Regions from separate parts of the Mus musculus genome. Here all the other regions are linked to region 1. Evidence: chromatin contacts called from public Micro-C data. All regions are on one chromosome and are shown on one strand. Each heading gives the region's core, a stretch centred on a gene start, on an enhancer-like site or on the middle of the called end of the contact. The rest is flanking DNA. Distances are from core to core; before and after follow the strand shown. Region 1 holds the start of Dctd (dCMP deaminase). Region 2 holds the start of Cdkn2aip (CDKN2A interacting protein). Region 3 overlaps Tenm3 (teneurin transmembrane protein 3).

What was found. Hi-C and Micro-C count contacts between places; a contact is called where the count stands out from the background.
Region 2: a contact with region 1 is called in a Micro-C map of the G1E-ER4 cell line, with 4 times the contacts expected there. The contact joins the promoter of Cdkn2aip here to the promoter of Dctd in region 1. A contact is called at or near these places in 6 of 484 Hi-C or Micro-C datasets (the G1E-ER4 cell line, LSK cells and embryonic stem cells).
Region 3: a contact with region 1 is called in a Micro-C map of muscle stem cells, with 2.8 times the contacts expected there. The contact joins the enhancer-like site here to the promoter of Dctd in region 1. A contact is called at or near these places in 1 of 39 promoter capture datasets (embryonic stem cells), 1 of 484 Hi-C or Micro-C datasets (muscle stem cells) and 2 of 115 datasets of contacts at active chromatin or transcription factors (embryonic limb bud and embryonic stem cells).

Annotation. Positions count from the first base shown.
Region 1 is chr8:48,106,926-48,111,994 of GRCm38.p6, reverse strand. Dctd (dCMP deaminase) reads right to left here and starts at 2,037. Exons shown (of 6, transcript NM_178788.4): 1 at 1,747-2,037; 2 at 205-336; 3 at 1-27. The coding sequence starts at 330.
Region 2 is chr8:47,710,883-47,715,951 of GRCm38.p6, reverse strand. Cdkn2aip (CDKN2A interacting protein) reads left to right here and starts at 2,021. Exons shown (of 3, transcript NM_172407.3): 1 at 2,021-2,432; 2 at 2,934-3,064; 3 at 3,658-5,069. The coding sequence starts at 2,182. The coding sequence ends at 4,967.
Region 3 is chr8:48,415,086-48,420,154 of GRCm38.p6, reverse strand. Tenm3 (teneurin transmembrane protein 3) reads left to right here. Exons shown (of 27, transcript NM_001145937.1): 3 at 2,910-3,147. Among named protein-coding and RNA genes, the nearest start is that of Gm51531, 110 kb to the right of the region's middle. Within about 2 kb of position 3,149, at least 3 of the 459 cell types and tissues checked have an H3K27ac peak or open chromatin away from gene starts, as enhancers often do. A contact at or near this core is called in muscle stem cells, where this site is marked.

The DNA.
Region 1 (5,069 bases), core at 788-3,287:
TTCTGTGTTCACAATGCAGGCCCCCACCTGGAAACAGAGAAACATTGTAACTATGAATAGCTGGGAAGTCACTGGGGACACAGGAGATGATGAATCTTGGAAGCATCCGGAGTTCTGAGTTGCCAAACTATCCATTTTCCTCACCTGTTCTTTGTGTAAATCTCAGCAATATCTGAACATCCTCCCACAAAACCACAAGTTTACCTGGGAACTTGGGTCCTTGCTTCTTTGTGCTGACAAGAAGGCCACTGCCATGAAATACTCGGGCCATTCCAGATAGTCATCCCGTTTTTTGCAGGAAATGTCACTCATGTTGGGTGTAGAAGTCATACGTCACTAAGCATTGAAAAGAACAGTTGTCAATCTGCTCTCCAGGAAATGCATCAGTCAGCCCTAAACTCTGGGCAACTTCAGCTGGACTTATTAGGCAGAAACCATGAAACATGAGCCCTAGACTTCAAAGAGAGCATCCTGGTCTAAAGAGAAAATTATAAAATATAATATTTGAAAAGTCTGGATTTGGCACTAATAAGTTTCCAGATAATTCATATACTGCCTGCTTTCCTACAGAATTTAAGTTCCTGGGCTAGAGAGATGGCTCAGTGGTTAAGAGTACTAACTGCTCTTCCAGAGGTCCTGAGTTCAATTCCCAGCAACCACTTGGTGGCTCACAACCATGTGTAATAGGATTCAATGGCCTCTTCTGCTGTGTCTGAAAACAGAGCTACAATGTACTTATATACATAAAATAAATCTTTTTTTAAAAAAGCATTTAAGTTCCTTTACACTGCCTCCAAAGTGTCCCATCCCTTACTTGCTCCCTTCTAAACATGGAAGGGAGGAATAAAAATGTGTAATATCTAATGGATTCCAGACACTTTAAATATCTCATTCTCTCTATATCTATATATGTATATATATAGATATATCTATATAAACACACATATATTCAAGTCTCATTTCTAGCTAAAGTAGGCATTAGCATCACATCTTACAAATTCAGAAAACTCAGGAAATTTGCCTCCAAACCCAGTATACTGTAATATAAACAAACAAATAACATTTGCAAACAGGCCAGTTTGGTAACTAATCAGGTGATTTTTTTTTTCCTTTTCCTTCCTCCTTCATTCCTCTGGATGAATCAACTCTGAGGAACGAATCAAGTAGGAGGAAAAGAGAACATGCTCATACTAAAACCAGGTTCTGTAACAATGAGCTTCAAGGCCAGGCCTTGGATGATGGTCTCTGCAACAGGGCTGAGGCTGCCATACAGGGCAACATCTCTTGTGAACAGGTAGAGGACTCCTCACCCCAGCGACCCTGCTCAACAGGGAGTCATGCCGGTTTGGCTGGCTTCCCACCTTGCTTTAAGCTTTAGAGAGGAATGGGAAGGCAGGGAGAAAGGACACATTTCTCCACCGCCAAGGGGTGGCTGCCCCGTGCTTGCTTTGTAAAGCTCCCCGGGGCTCTGTACCCACCACGAGCAACCTCAGAACCAGGAAACTGAGGCAGGGATGTCACCAGTCCAGGGAGAAACTGCTCCACCTCCGACAACTGCCCCCCCAACTCTGTGCTCCCGGTTCTTAAGTCTCCCTCCTCCCCTCCACGTGGGCGCCAGAAGAGACTCGGCGCTCACGTGGGCTGCACCCTCCCTCCCTCCCTCCCTCCGCCGCGGCGAGCCGGGTGCAGCCCACGTGCAGGCTGAGCACCCACGAGCAGGGTCCTCGGCCGAGGGGATGCGCCCACCGTCCGCTCCTTCGAGGTGCAGACCACGCTTGCACCGTCCACCCCACACAGCCGCCGTGCGCGCGGGTAGGAAGTCGGGAGGGAGGCGGGTCCGGCGCGCGGCGGAAGGGGCGGCGGGGCGGAACGTGGCGTGCAGCTCCACGCGGTCACAAGCTGCGGGCATCCGTGACCACGGATCCTTGTAAAGAGAGAGGATCTGCAGACTGCCCGGCGCGCGGGGAGCCAGAGCTTATCCCGCAGGGGGACCTCAGTGTCGCGGTGACCTTTACGGTTCCCAGTGAGGTTTGTCCTGGGCTCTCCCCTCCCGCCCCCCATTGGTGCAGGCATGGGCTCAGGGAGGGACAGCGCTTAGCCACACCCACCCACGGGCCTAAGAGTTTGAGCATTTTAGTTGACCCTCCCAGTCCTCTCAATCCATCACCAACTTCTTTAAGGAGTTAAGGAGTGAAGTTAAATACATAAAGGTGATTTAAAAGACCCAAAGATTCCAGGTGCTACGGACCTGAAAGGAACAGGGAATGAAGGGACCTGGTACTGGCCTCTATAATAAGCCTGCAGACTGTGTCCTAGCTATCTCTAGAATCACCTAGCCTGCAACTGCTTCTTGGCTTCATACTAGAAGGGTGTGGGTGGAGCCTTTGTGCCCCGAGGCCCCCTCCTTCGAAACTTTATCTGCATTGGTTTTTTGTTTGACCTGGTTTAGAGTTAACTCTCCAAACCTGTGAAAGACCCTGAGATGCATGCCAGTGCCTTCCCCAGCCACTCAAGGTGGACAGTTGCTCACTTGACAGTCCCCTGGTAAAGTTTGTAGCGGTCATATGCCCCAAGGAACTACATCTGATTTTCTTCAACATCGTTTCCTAGACTCAGATGTTTGACCCCTAAATCGGGAGGAAATTCCATCGCAAAATGACAAGTTTTGTCTTATCCCGTTTGTTTTATCCACACTTGTGGCTACGCCCCCGTACTCCGTCCCATTGCCCCATAAATAAAAGCTCCTGTAATGATCATGACTTCAAATCTGCACATCCCCGGTCTCAGCGGCTAATCCAAACAAAAGCTTGTTAACTGTATTAATTTAGGCCCGCCGAGGAAGAAGGATGAAAATAAACAGTTGGTTCTAGCTAATTTCTCACTAGCAAAGACACACCATTCTTCATGTCCGTGGTCCAGCCTGTGGATTCCGTAATTAAATTATGTGCTGCTCTTAGTGGATGCCAGGAACGCAAAGGATGAAAATATTTCATTGTTAACTATAGATTTTTTTTTCTTTGCCTTGATAAGACCCAGGCTTCAAAGAGCCACATAGATCAAAGTGATGATTTTCAATGTCAAGTTAGTCACTTTAGTTGACTATCTTGTCGCCACTAAAATTCATTATGTCCTGAGCAAGTAGTTTCTCTCCCCCACCCTCTGCTTGGTCTTTGTCACCCTCATCTATAGTCCTTGGGTCTTGTTGGATTCATTTCTCTGCTCACTAACCTACAGCTAATATATCACCGGTTGCTGCTGGTCCTTCAGCCACAACATCATTAAGCTTTCTTCCTTTGCTGTGGAAAGAGTGTCGAACATAATTTAGTTACTTCTCATCGTTCTCCATTCTGGTCAGCTCACACACTCCCCTCTGCAGTAAATCCAGGACCCTGCCTGCTGCACACAGTTGCCCTCCCTGTCCCTGAATTTCACTGAAAGCTCCTCTAGGTAAGGATGGCATTGTTCACAAGACAGGAAACTCTCCTGATTCATGGTTTCACAGCCAGAGGTTTCAGATTCTGCACCAACAGTAAAATGAGACAGCCAAGTGAGAAAAAGATGCAGGCCTTCCCATGTCCTGCTCATTCCCACCTTGTAAGCCCAAGTGTGAGAGTACGTGTTAAATCTCCCGCTAATACCTTTCCTTTTGGCTCACAATGGAGGCTCCTGCTTCACCTACAACACAGACGGGGCTTGCTGAACTTACAGACATATCTAGATTTTACCACCCTAGGCAAGGTGAGGGAGGGGCCGTCTCAAGGAGTAGACAGCATTAACGTGTTTGCAAAGGTTCTACTCAGGCTTGGGCTCACTCCCCTGCTTACAGAACTTAGGCTTATCTATGTGTATTACATTATTAGAATGTATTTCAGTAGCTCAGAGAGGGGGGCAGATTAAAGAGGCCAGTCGATGTAAAATTCCTATATAATATATATAATGTATATATGTATATACACATATATGTATATAAATATATAATATATAAATATATAATATAAATATATCATATACAGTGTATATGTACATTGTGTGTGTACATATATAATACACAATATAAATATATATTATACCCATACATACACACACACACATATAAAAGAGAACTTACTAAAATGACTCAGTCTGCAGTTCAGCTAATTCAACAATGGCTAACTGTGAACAGAAAGTCTAAGAGTCTAGAGGAGTTGCTCAATTCCACACGGCTGGGTGTCTCCACTGGTCTTCTCCCAAAGAAGTAGGCTCCGACGCCAGTTGAAGGATTGGACTTGCTAGCAAGGTGAGGACAATCAGGTAAGGAGGAATACCTTCCTTCCATGTCCTTGTATAGGCTTCTATAGCAGAAGGTGTGGCTCCGATTAAAAGTGTGTCTTCATACCTCAAGAAGGTGTGTTTAGCCAGGCACACCTTTAATCCCAGCACTTGGGAGGCAGAGGCAGGCAGATTTCTGAGTTCGAGGCCAGCCTGGTATACAAAGTGAGTTCCAGGACAGCCAGGACTACACAGAAAAACCCTGTCTCGAAAAACCAAAACAAACAAACAAACAAACAAACAAAAAGTCATAATAAACAAACCAGTTCTTCTTCCTACCCAGTACATGAAGAATAAATGAACTTTACTGCTGGCCCATTTAATGTATAAATGCTGTTTCTAAGTAGCCTGTTGAAATATCCTTGATTGTACTAGAGTCTGTCTGTCCATCTACTTACCTACCTATCTAAACTCTCTATCCAAGCATCTAGCTCTTATATATTTATTCAGAGGATTAGGGTTAGGGTCTTGGGTATCCAGGCTATAGCTGAGATGACTTTGAACTCTGATCTCCCTGCCTCTACCCTTCCCAGTTCTGGGAGTACAAGTGTGCAATCATGTAAGCACTCCACCAACTGAATTACATTCGCACCACAGCAGCATTCATTCACTTTTTGAGATTAATTAATTGATTTATACATATGTGAGTACATTGTTGCTGTCTTCAGACACACCAGAAGAGGGTACTGGATTCCATTACAAATGGTTGTGAGCCACCATGTGGTTGCTGGGAATTGAACTCAGGACTTCTGGAAGAGCAG
Region 2 (5,069 bases), core at 772-3,271, 400 kb after region 1:
GAACTGTACTCTGAGAAGAACCACCGGTTTCAGGCCATCATAGAGACAGCAAGACTATGTCTTCAAAGAGAAAAAACTTTGCCATTGAAAGGTTAGCTGTAGCCAGGCTGTTCTTGTTCATTTTGTTACCCAGTCTGGCCTCAAACAAAGCTGGGCTGACTTGGTTATTTTAGAAGAGACTCTTGCTTCTCACTCTCTCAGTAGACCAGTGAGACAATGGACCCCGGAGAAATGAGAATTTCCCCAAAAGTCTTAGAAGTAAAAGGTTCCAGCCAACGGGGACTTTGTCTTCCTGAGAAAGATTTCACGTTCTAACCACTGTTAAGCCACCTTGTCCCAGCAGCCTCAGGCCGGGATACCAGTGGGCAAGCAGCTGGTTGATGGGTAAGCCACTGTTTGACGGCTCCTATCTTAAATGTCCATGTCCTTGGCCTTTTATTTAAACGTGAATCTCATTTCAGAGCTCCAAAAGACTCGTTTGAGATGGGATGGATGCCTGTGAGTCTCAGTCTCTGTGTCTCTGTCTCTCTGTCTGTCTGCCTCTCTCTCTCTGCTAGGAGAAGGGGGAGAGTTGAGAAAGGGGTTCTTTTGTGGAGTCCTGAAACTAGCTCTGTAGACCAGACTGGCCTCAACTCACAGAGATCCCCCTGCCTCTGCTCCAGAGTGCTGGAATTAAAGGGGTGCTTTGTCTCTCCTTGCCAGTGTGGCCTCTTTGAAAGCCTTTTCCTGCTTTCCACTACTAACGTGTCCCTTCTAATTGCCTTATTGGAGCTGAACAGTGTTGGGGCACAGGCCCATGGCTATCAAGTTTAGTAACCAAATGACTGAATTTTTGCGTGATTATTCTGATTTAAGCATTTTCACAACAAAACGCAAAAATCTATTGAGGGAAAATTCAATTACATAATTTATCACTATCTCATATTATTACATTGATCCTTTGATTTATTGACACATACCTAGACTTGGAAATGTTAATAAACACGCCAGAAAAAAAAATCCATGGGTTGGAGAGATGGCTCAGTAGTACGAGATCTTAGAGAAGACCTCCAGCACCCACAGGGCGCTGGGTTCAATTCCCAGCACCCACAGGGCGCTCAAAATCCTGGGTCAACTCAACTCCAGGAGAGCCATTGCTCTCTTGCCTCCAAGGGCACCAGGCCCACACATGTAGCACAGACACACATGCAAGCAAAAAATCGAACTCATAAAACAAAACAAAACAAATGCAGAAGCAGTTGCTCTTGAGGACTGAGGCCAGGACGAGATAAGCAGATACATTTCCATTTTGGTCCAACCGGGATTAACAGTTAAAACCAGTTGGCACGGGGTCATTTATAGTTCGGGGACCAAAAGCGTTAAGGGAGAGGAAGCGGGTTGAACCAGGAACTTAAGAAACCGCGGAAACCCAGCCAGATCGTGGGGCGCAAGCGCAAAGGCCTGGTTTCAAAGAGCCGGTTAGATCCAACTGGAGGAGCCGCTTGTGCTCGTCGTTAAGTTACAACCGTGCTCGGTACTTTTATTGTCCCCATCCCACAAGGCATCCGCAGGTCCCCAAACGCCCGGAGACCTTCCGAGCCTCGGGCCCAAGGGTTCAGCGGCTTTCGCGGCAGGGCGCAGGCGCGGAAGCCAGCTTTTGTTTATTTTGGCCGCGTGCGACCGCGAGCGTCCGAGGGCGGAACGCGCAGGAGGGGCGGGGCGGCAACTCGGACGCCTCCAGGTCTCCGCGCTCCGCCCGCTTTGTCCCACCGCCCCCCTCTCCCGGCCCCCCGGAGCGCGGCGTCACAAAGCGCCGGCGGAACGCCCCAGCGGCCGCCCCTAGGCGCCGAGGGCGGGGAGGGCCGCTGGCCGCTGAAGTCGCCTCGGCCCCGCCTCCGCCGGCGCGACCGCCGAGCGAGTCGCTGGCGACTGGGCGCTGCAAAGCATCCTGGGAGGACGCGCTCGCGCCGGAAGGTCGCGTGTGCGCGCGGCGGCAGCGGCGGCGGCGAGGTTATAAAAGGGAGCGAGGCGGTGGCCGGCGGAAGTGGGCGGTTCGTCGGCGCCTTGTTCTGTTGTTTGGGGTTTGGGCTCCTGGAGGGGCGTTCTCGGGAGGGCCGCCGGTGCAGGCCGCGCTGACACAGGGCCGCTTCGCCCCCGGGGCTCCGTGCGCTTGCGCTCTCCCCGTCCCGCAGGGTCCCCAACATGGCGCAGGAGGTGTCCGAGTACCTGAGCCAAAACCCGCGGGTAGCCGCCTGGGTGGAGACGCTGCGCTGCGAGGGCGAGACGGACAAACACTGGCGCCACCGCCGGGAGTTTCTGCTTCGCAATGCCGGGGACCTGGTCCCCGCCACCGACGAGACTGCGGACGCGGAGAGCGGAGCCCGCACTCGGCAGCTCCAGCAGCTGGTCTCCTTCTCCATGGCCTGGGCGAACCATGTCTTCCTAGGGTGCCGGTGAGTGGAGGGAGCGTCGCTCTCCAGCCAGCCTTCCGGGCTTTGCTCCACGCCCCCTGCCGCTGGCCGGGGAGCGCTTTCGCGGGGACCGGCGACGCTGGGGAGGGCCGCTTGGGAAGCGCGGGAATCGGTGTGACACTGTGGGTCCTCGGAGGGAGAGCAGGAAGGGCGTCCGGGGCTGTCCCCGACCTCACAGTTGCCGGGCGTCCGGGTGGTATGCGCCCGGCAGATGGAGTTGTTGGTGCTTAGCTGACAGTATCTGCCCGGGAGACCCCGAGTTTAAAGGTTCCCTGGCACAGACCCGCCTCCCGAGCCCTTAGGGCATTCGTCTGGGCCATCTTCGATTGTCGCGCGGTTCGTACACTTTGATCACGACCAGGAAATGCAGTCTGCGCACTCCTGCATTCCTCACGCTGCCAGTACTTTCGGAAAAAAAAAAATAAAGCATAACAACAACAAAAACAAACCACTTCTTGAGAGCGACTTTTGCTTCTTTTTCAGGTACCCTCAAAAAGTTATGGATAAAATTCTTAGTATGGCTGAAGGCATCAAAGTGACAGATGCTCCAATCCATACCACACGAGACGAACTGGTTGCCAAGGTGAAGAAAAGAGGGATATCAAGTAGCAATGGTTAGCAGATCATAGATGTGAACATACATAGGAGTTTAGAAAATATGCTTTATAAAATTAGGAATCGCTGTCATTACTAATTTTTTTTAACAATCCAGAATGTGTATGCTGTATTAATCTAGTTAAAATGTTAAAGCTACACTGTGTGTGTATGTGTGTCTGTCTGAGTCTGTCTGTCTGTTTTGGTGCTGAATTTGATTAACTTTTAGATTTTCAAGTCCAATGTCTGATGCTGTTAATTTAATATTAAAAACTAATCATATTAATTGATACTGTTTTAACATACTAATGAAGTTGTTCCATATTTTAAAAGAAACTACTGGTTCTGAAAAAAGAATTTTTTTGTGCTTTTGTTTGTCTTGTTTTGTTTTGTTTTGATAGGGTTTCTCTGTGTAGCCCAGCCTATCCTGGAACTTGCTCTATAGACCAGGCTGACCTCAACCTCAGGGGTCATGCCTGCCTCTGCTTCCTGAATGCTGGGATGAAAGGCACTTTGCTGCCACCCCACTCTCTGTGATTTTTAAATGAATGTTTTGTTGATTGTCATGTCTTTAGGACTCTTAGTAAAATACCTGTGTTTTTCTTCTTTCTAGAAGGGGTAGAGGAGCCATCCAAAAAACGAGCCGTAGAAGGAAAAAACAATTCTTCAGTTGAGCGAGATCATGGGAAAAAATCTGCCAAAACGGATCGTTCAGCAGCTCAGCAAGAAAACAGTTCGCCGTCCAGGGGGTCGTCCACCAAATCCGAGAGTGGTGGGACCTCAGCTCGGAGCAGCTCCAGTGGCTCCCATCAGGATAGCGCCACAAGTGAAGGAGACAGATCTGTGTGCAGCCAGAGCAGCAGCAATTCCTCTCAGGTAACCGCAGGGTCTGGAAAGGCTTTGGAGTCAGAAGCTCCACATAAACGTGGTTCAGCGTCATTTGTTTCTTCCCTGTTGAAGTCCAGTATGAATAGTCATATGACCCAGTCCACTGATAACAGACAACAGAGTGGGTCACCTAAAAAGGGTGCTCTGGAAGGTTCTTCAGGCTCAGCCTCTCAGAGCAGCTCAGAGATTGAGGTGCCCTTGTTGGGCTCCTCTGGAAGTGCAGAAGTAGAGTTGCCATTACTGTCTTGTAAGTCTAGTTCAGAGACAGCTTCCAGTGGGTTAACATCTAAATCTAGTTCAGAGGCAAACATTTCATCATCAGTTTCAAAAAACAGTTCATCGTCAGGCAGCTCTTTACTAACCCCCCAGAGCAGTTCCACAAATCCATCGCTGCTGACATCCAAAAGCACGGCTCAGGTAGCTGCTTCACTGCTAGCGACCAAAAGTGGCGCTTCCTTAGGAAGCGTGTCTCAGCTAGCTGCCAAGAGTGGTTCTCAGAGTAGCACTTCACAGTTGCCTTCGAAAAGTACCTCCCAGGCCAGTGAGAGTTCTGTCAAGTTTGCTTGTCGGAAGTTAACCAATGAAGACATAAAACAGAAGCAACCTTTCTTCAATAGACTGTATAAGACGGTGGCGTGGAAGTTAGTAGCAGTTGGTGGCTTCAGCCCCACTGTGAATCACGGAGAGCTGCTGAACGCGGCTATTGAGGCTCTGAAAGCAACACTGGATGTGTTTTTTGTCCCACTGAAAGAACTGGCAGATCTGCCTCAAAATAAGAGCTCTCAAGAAAGTATTGTCTGTGAATTGAGGTGTAAGTCGGTATATTTGGGCACTGGCTGTGGAAAAAGCAAAGAAAACGCAAAAGCCGTCGCATCGAGAGAAGCACTGAAGTTATTTCTCAAGAAGAAGGTGGTGGTGAAGATCTGTAAGAGGAAGTACCGAGGCAGCGAGATCGAGGATCTAGTACTCCTGGATGAAGAAGCAAGACCCGTAAACTTACCTCCAGCACTGAAACATCCTCAAGAATTACTGTAACTTCTCCAAGTAGGCACTGAATCCAGTATCTGGTGTTTGAAGAGAAAAACTGGCTTTTATATAAGACACTGGCTTTCACAGATTTTATATTGCTTTTTTCCA
Region 3 (5,069 bases), core at 1,900-4,399, 310 kb before region 1:
GGCCTCCAGTCTCTTGAGGGTTAGGTGCATCATCTCTGAATGAACATAGATCTGGAAGTCCTCTTTTGTATGTGTATTGGGGGCCTCATATCAGCTGGTGTATGCTGTCTGTTTGGTGGTCCAGTGTTTTAGAGATCTCAGGGGTCCAGATTAATTGAAACTGCTGGTCCTCCTCCAGGACTGCCCTTCTCAGCTTCTTTCAGTCTTCCCTAATTCAACAACAGGGGACAGCTGCTTCTCATTGGTTGGGGGCAAATATCTGCATCTGACTCTTTCACCTGCTTGTTGGGTCTGGGGTGCAGTCATACTAGGTCTCTTTTGGTGAGCACTCCATAGCCTCAGTAATAGTGTCAGGTCTTGGGACCTCCCCTTGAGCTGGATCTTCACTAACCCCACATCCACGATAGAGGGGCTAATATCCAAAATCTATAAAGAACTCAAGAAGTTAATCACCAAAAAAACCCAAACAACCCAATCCAAAAATGAGGTATAGAACTAAACCTAGAATTCACAACGGAAGAATCTCGAATGGCTGAGAAGCTCCTAAAGAAATGTTCAAAGTCCTTAGTGATCAGAGAAATGCAAATCAAAACGACCCTGAGATTCCACCTGACACCAATCAGCATGGCTAAGATCAAAACCTCAGATGACAACACATGTTGGAGAGGATGTGGAGAAAGAGGAACATCTGTACATTTTATTTCACCATTTGTACAGTGAGTTCACTTGGCACTGACCCTGCACATCCCTATAACACAGAGCGTAGTTATGTGTTTGAGGAACAAATGGCCAAATGTAGGAGTAGCAGACGATTTGAGTAGGTTTTATTGAATCCTTAGAGTTGTCCTGAGACCATGCATTACAGGGCTCTAACGTGACTCCTCAGAAAGGTTTCGCTCCGGTATCCTGATTCTCAGATGCCAGTTTCCCTCCGACACTAAAGTAGCTTCTGTCATGAAACTTGTGTGGAGGGCAATACAATTCTCGGATGGTACCACGCTAAAAGACACGGACTCGGCTGATCCCTCCAGCCACCTAGGCAAAGTCTTGTCACCTTTGCCTTTGAAGTCATTCTGCCTCTCTCTGCTTCCACCCCGAGCCCTCACGGCTGCCGCTCGCCATGCCACACTTGGAGCCAGCTTTCTAAAAGTGCCTCACAGCTTTCTGTGGAGAATCTCACGTGTGCGGGTACTGAGGAAGACAGCCCTAATTAATTACACGAGGCCTGAATAGTGACTCTTGCATGGGGTTTAAACTGTTACAAGCTTTGTGTGGAGAGAGCGAGCTTCCACTCGGTACTGTTTTAGCCCTGCTAGTCCTTCGGAAGTTCATCACAGTTGAAGCAAGGCTTAGACCTTCATTTGTCCTTTTCACAAGGTTGAGTCAGGGAGGATTTTTTTCCCCAGGTTTCTAGTGTGGGGAGCTGCAGAGCTAGAGCTTGTACCAGGGGTTCTGCTCGGTTTTCATATATTCAGGTATTAGCTATGATTTTCATTTCAAGAGTAAGAGGTTGTTGGTCATTAAGTTACATGATAGAGACTATTAGGCACTGTTAGAAAAACATAATAACCCTTGATGTTATATGATGTGGGAGGAGCAATTTTTATTGCTTATCTGCTAAAGAGGCGTGATAAGATAATCACCTTATTATATACATCATGTATTCATCTCATGCAACCAGAGTTACAGTATGTACTGTATTATTTACCTTAATAACCGCTACTGGACTTCACAGTCTACGAAAGATAGTCATTCCATTCCCTATTCTCCTTTAATATAGGTATTTATATCAATAGCGTGATCCAATAAGACACTTTAAAATTATGTTGCATTTTGAACTACATTTAATAAAAAAAAATAGGCATCTTGTGGGTGTTTGACATTAAATGAAGTGATCACCTTTCTATTACAAAACTATATTTGTCAGTTCAGTATTACACATGTCCAAAGCTAAGTCGTACAAAGATCTTAGATGTTACAATGACTTGTGATATTTAGCAGATTGTTTACTGGTGAACTTTCCCACAGTTACAATGCAATATTGTGCTCATATTTTGAAATCGTTGAGCCCCTTATGATTCTGGTTTGGAACAAACTATTTGTGCCACAGATCTAATGGCAGGAGTCGCTCTGGTCACCTAGGACTTCACTCCAAAAGCTGTGGTTCTACAGCACACTGAAATTGGAAAATCTGTTCTGTGTGTGTTCTAATGGATGTCACGGTCATTAAGTCTCTGACGCTGTAATCGGATGTGATTCAGTCTGTTAAGTATCCACGCAACAACATCTGCTTCACGGAGTGACCTTCTGCTACGGAATGTTTAGCGTCTATTAGTGGATCATAGCACGGAGCCGCCTTGTTTGAGATGCACTAAACTAGAGCAGTCTACTGCTGTTTAGCAACTAGCTTGTAATAATTTATTGCTGTTAAATAAAGCTTAAAAAAACTCCATTAAATAATTACAGGGATTATATGCATTTCGAAAACCTTTGTGTTTTACCAAAATCACCCATTTAATTTCAGGCTCGGTTTGTTTAAAAAAAAAAAAAAAAAAAAAAAAGCTGAAATCTAAAGGCACATTAGGGGAGCTGTCAGGTGATGTTTTCTGTAGGTGTTAATAAAGCCAGATGAAAAAAAAACTGAAACAAATTAAAACCAAAAGCAATTTTGCCATCTGTTGTATATTAATTAGAACTTTGCGTATCAAGGGTAAACTTGGTCTTTGAGAATGTCACTGAGCAGTCCCTTAATAGAATAATATGCAAATGTGTTAGGTTGTGGGTTTCTGTGCAGTTTTTTAAATTCTAATTTATCCGATGCAGCTCTGCAAGAAAAGTGGCAGTGCGGATGCACCTACATACACACAGAAATGTATAATGAATTTCCCTTTGTCTCTCTCCTTCCGCAGAGCAACCTTCAAACAACCCAGGGCAACCCACCCTGCAGCCTTTGCCGCCATCCCACAAGCAGCACCCGGCGCAGCATCACCCGTCCATCACTTCCCTCAATAGAAACTCCCTGACCAATAGAAGGAACCAGAGTCCGGCCCCGCCGGCTGCTTTGCCCGCCGAGCTGCAAACCACACCCGAGTCCGTCCAGCTGCAGGACAGCTGGGTCCTTGGCAGTAATGTACCACTGGAAAGCAGGTAACACCTCCCGCTCGAAGCCCTCACATCATTGGATCAGTAAGGCCGCTCGGTGCACAGGCTGCTACGATTTACAACGGGGCACATTTTGACGCCTTCAAAGTTCAAAAATAAACTAGCCCAACGCTTTTCTCACTAACAGAAATGTATCGTAATTATACGCCCCCCCCCCCTTACCCCGGTGTTTTGCCGTTTTTAAAGATCAGTTCCAGATTGCTGGAAATTTCTTAGATGCTGAATCAGTGAGCTTTTTCATCTTTTCACACATTTCATTCCTTATAAGAGGTGAGACTGTCGCCTCCGTGATACAATTCTCAACTGCTGTTTTCTCCCACCCCCTCACTGATTGGGCAGGTGGGGAGTGGAAGGGGTTATAAACAGCGGTTGTGGGTCCCATGAGCCTTGACTCGGTGATCGTGTGGACAGCTGACTGGTTCTAGACTTCCTCCGCCTAGACGTTGCCCGTGGTTCCTAAACAAATAGTGCCCCTTCCCCAAGTACAACACTTAAGAATGACCTCGAGTTAAAACAAAAATGTCTTTGCTTTCTTGCAATGGGGAGGGGGGGAGCAAGCTCACTCTTTAAACTTCGTTCCTGCAATGTTTTCAAAGATACTCAAAATAAAGGTCTGTGGGACCCTTAAAGAAATGCCCTTTTCCAATGAGCTTCTGGGTCATATACTCCTTAGTTCTATTGGGAAATGAAGTTCTTCCCTTATAGGAAGCGGGATCCATACCCCTAAAAATTCTGTTCTCTGTTTGTGATCAGACAAGTGGTTATCTGGAACTCAACACCCCACCCCACCCCCCAAAACAAACCATTTTGATGCATTTCTTGTCTTCTGGATCCATCTCTAACATATTGGTAGTATATTCTGAAAAGGGTTCTGAAATTAGAACTTCCTGCATGGGCCAGGTCACTGTGGCTGTCTGCTCATCTGAAAATATAACTTGATGAAAATTATCCTAAGCGAATCTACTTGGTGATTAAATATCTCCTGGCTGATACAACTCGTGTTTTTTGTTTGTTTGTTTGCTTGCTTGCTTCTGTTTTTTGTTTGTTTTGTTTTGTTTTGTTTTTTTCTGTGGACAGCACTGGGACAGTCATTAGCTCCTTGGTGTTGGGTGTTGTATGAACAAAGTGTTAGGCTTTTCCTTGTCCGTCTTTTCCGGGCAGCCTGGCAGCAAGCATCCTCTACCATGGCTGCCGTTTATTTCTGTGATTCACTAGCTTTTTATTAGGCTCAGAGGAAATGCATTATCACCATCTAAAAGCTCAGAAATGGTGAACTCTGGACCCAGAGAATGCCCTTTCCCCCTACACCCCCAATGTCAAACAGAGCCCATGGCTAATGCCAGCATTTAAATGAACTTCTAGGTTGAGAAAGCCATCACATGATGAATACACTGTTATTTCCTGCCATCGGTTGTGTGAGCTATACCAATTCTGTCCCGAGGAGGAGCTAGCGGAAGGTTCTCACTGTTAGTTATAAAGGATAAAAATCATTCCGTCTTCTCTTTCACCGTCGACCTTAACAAAGTTACAAGGAACTCTTGGTTTTTAACTGCACCGCCAGCTAAGAGTAGTTGAGTTTTATTGTTTATATTGTATTTCTCTTCTGGGAGAAATTAAGAAAAGAAATAGAAAGAAAAGTAAGGAAACAGAAGGGTTCGTTCCCTTCACCCCAGACAAAGAATCCCATGCATAGATCTGCTTTCCTCTCAAGGTTTTTAGCATGGACCTAAATTTACCTGGCTTAATTAATTAGTACCCACTGAGCAACTAATCGGCACTGATTCACTGTTGTCATCTTGTAAACTTTATTAGGAAAAAAAAAAGTAAATTTCCAGTTGAGTCGTCAAATTGAATATGGATAATTGCGTTGTAGCTGACAATAATTGTCTTGACGAAGATTTATGAAA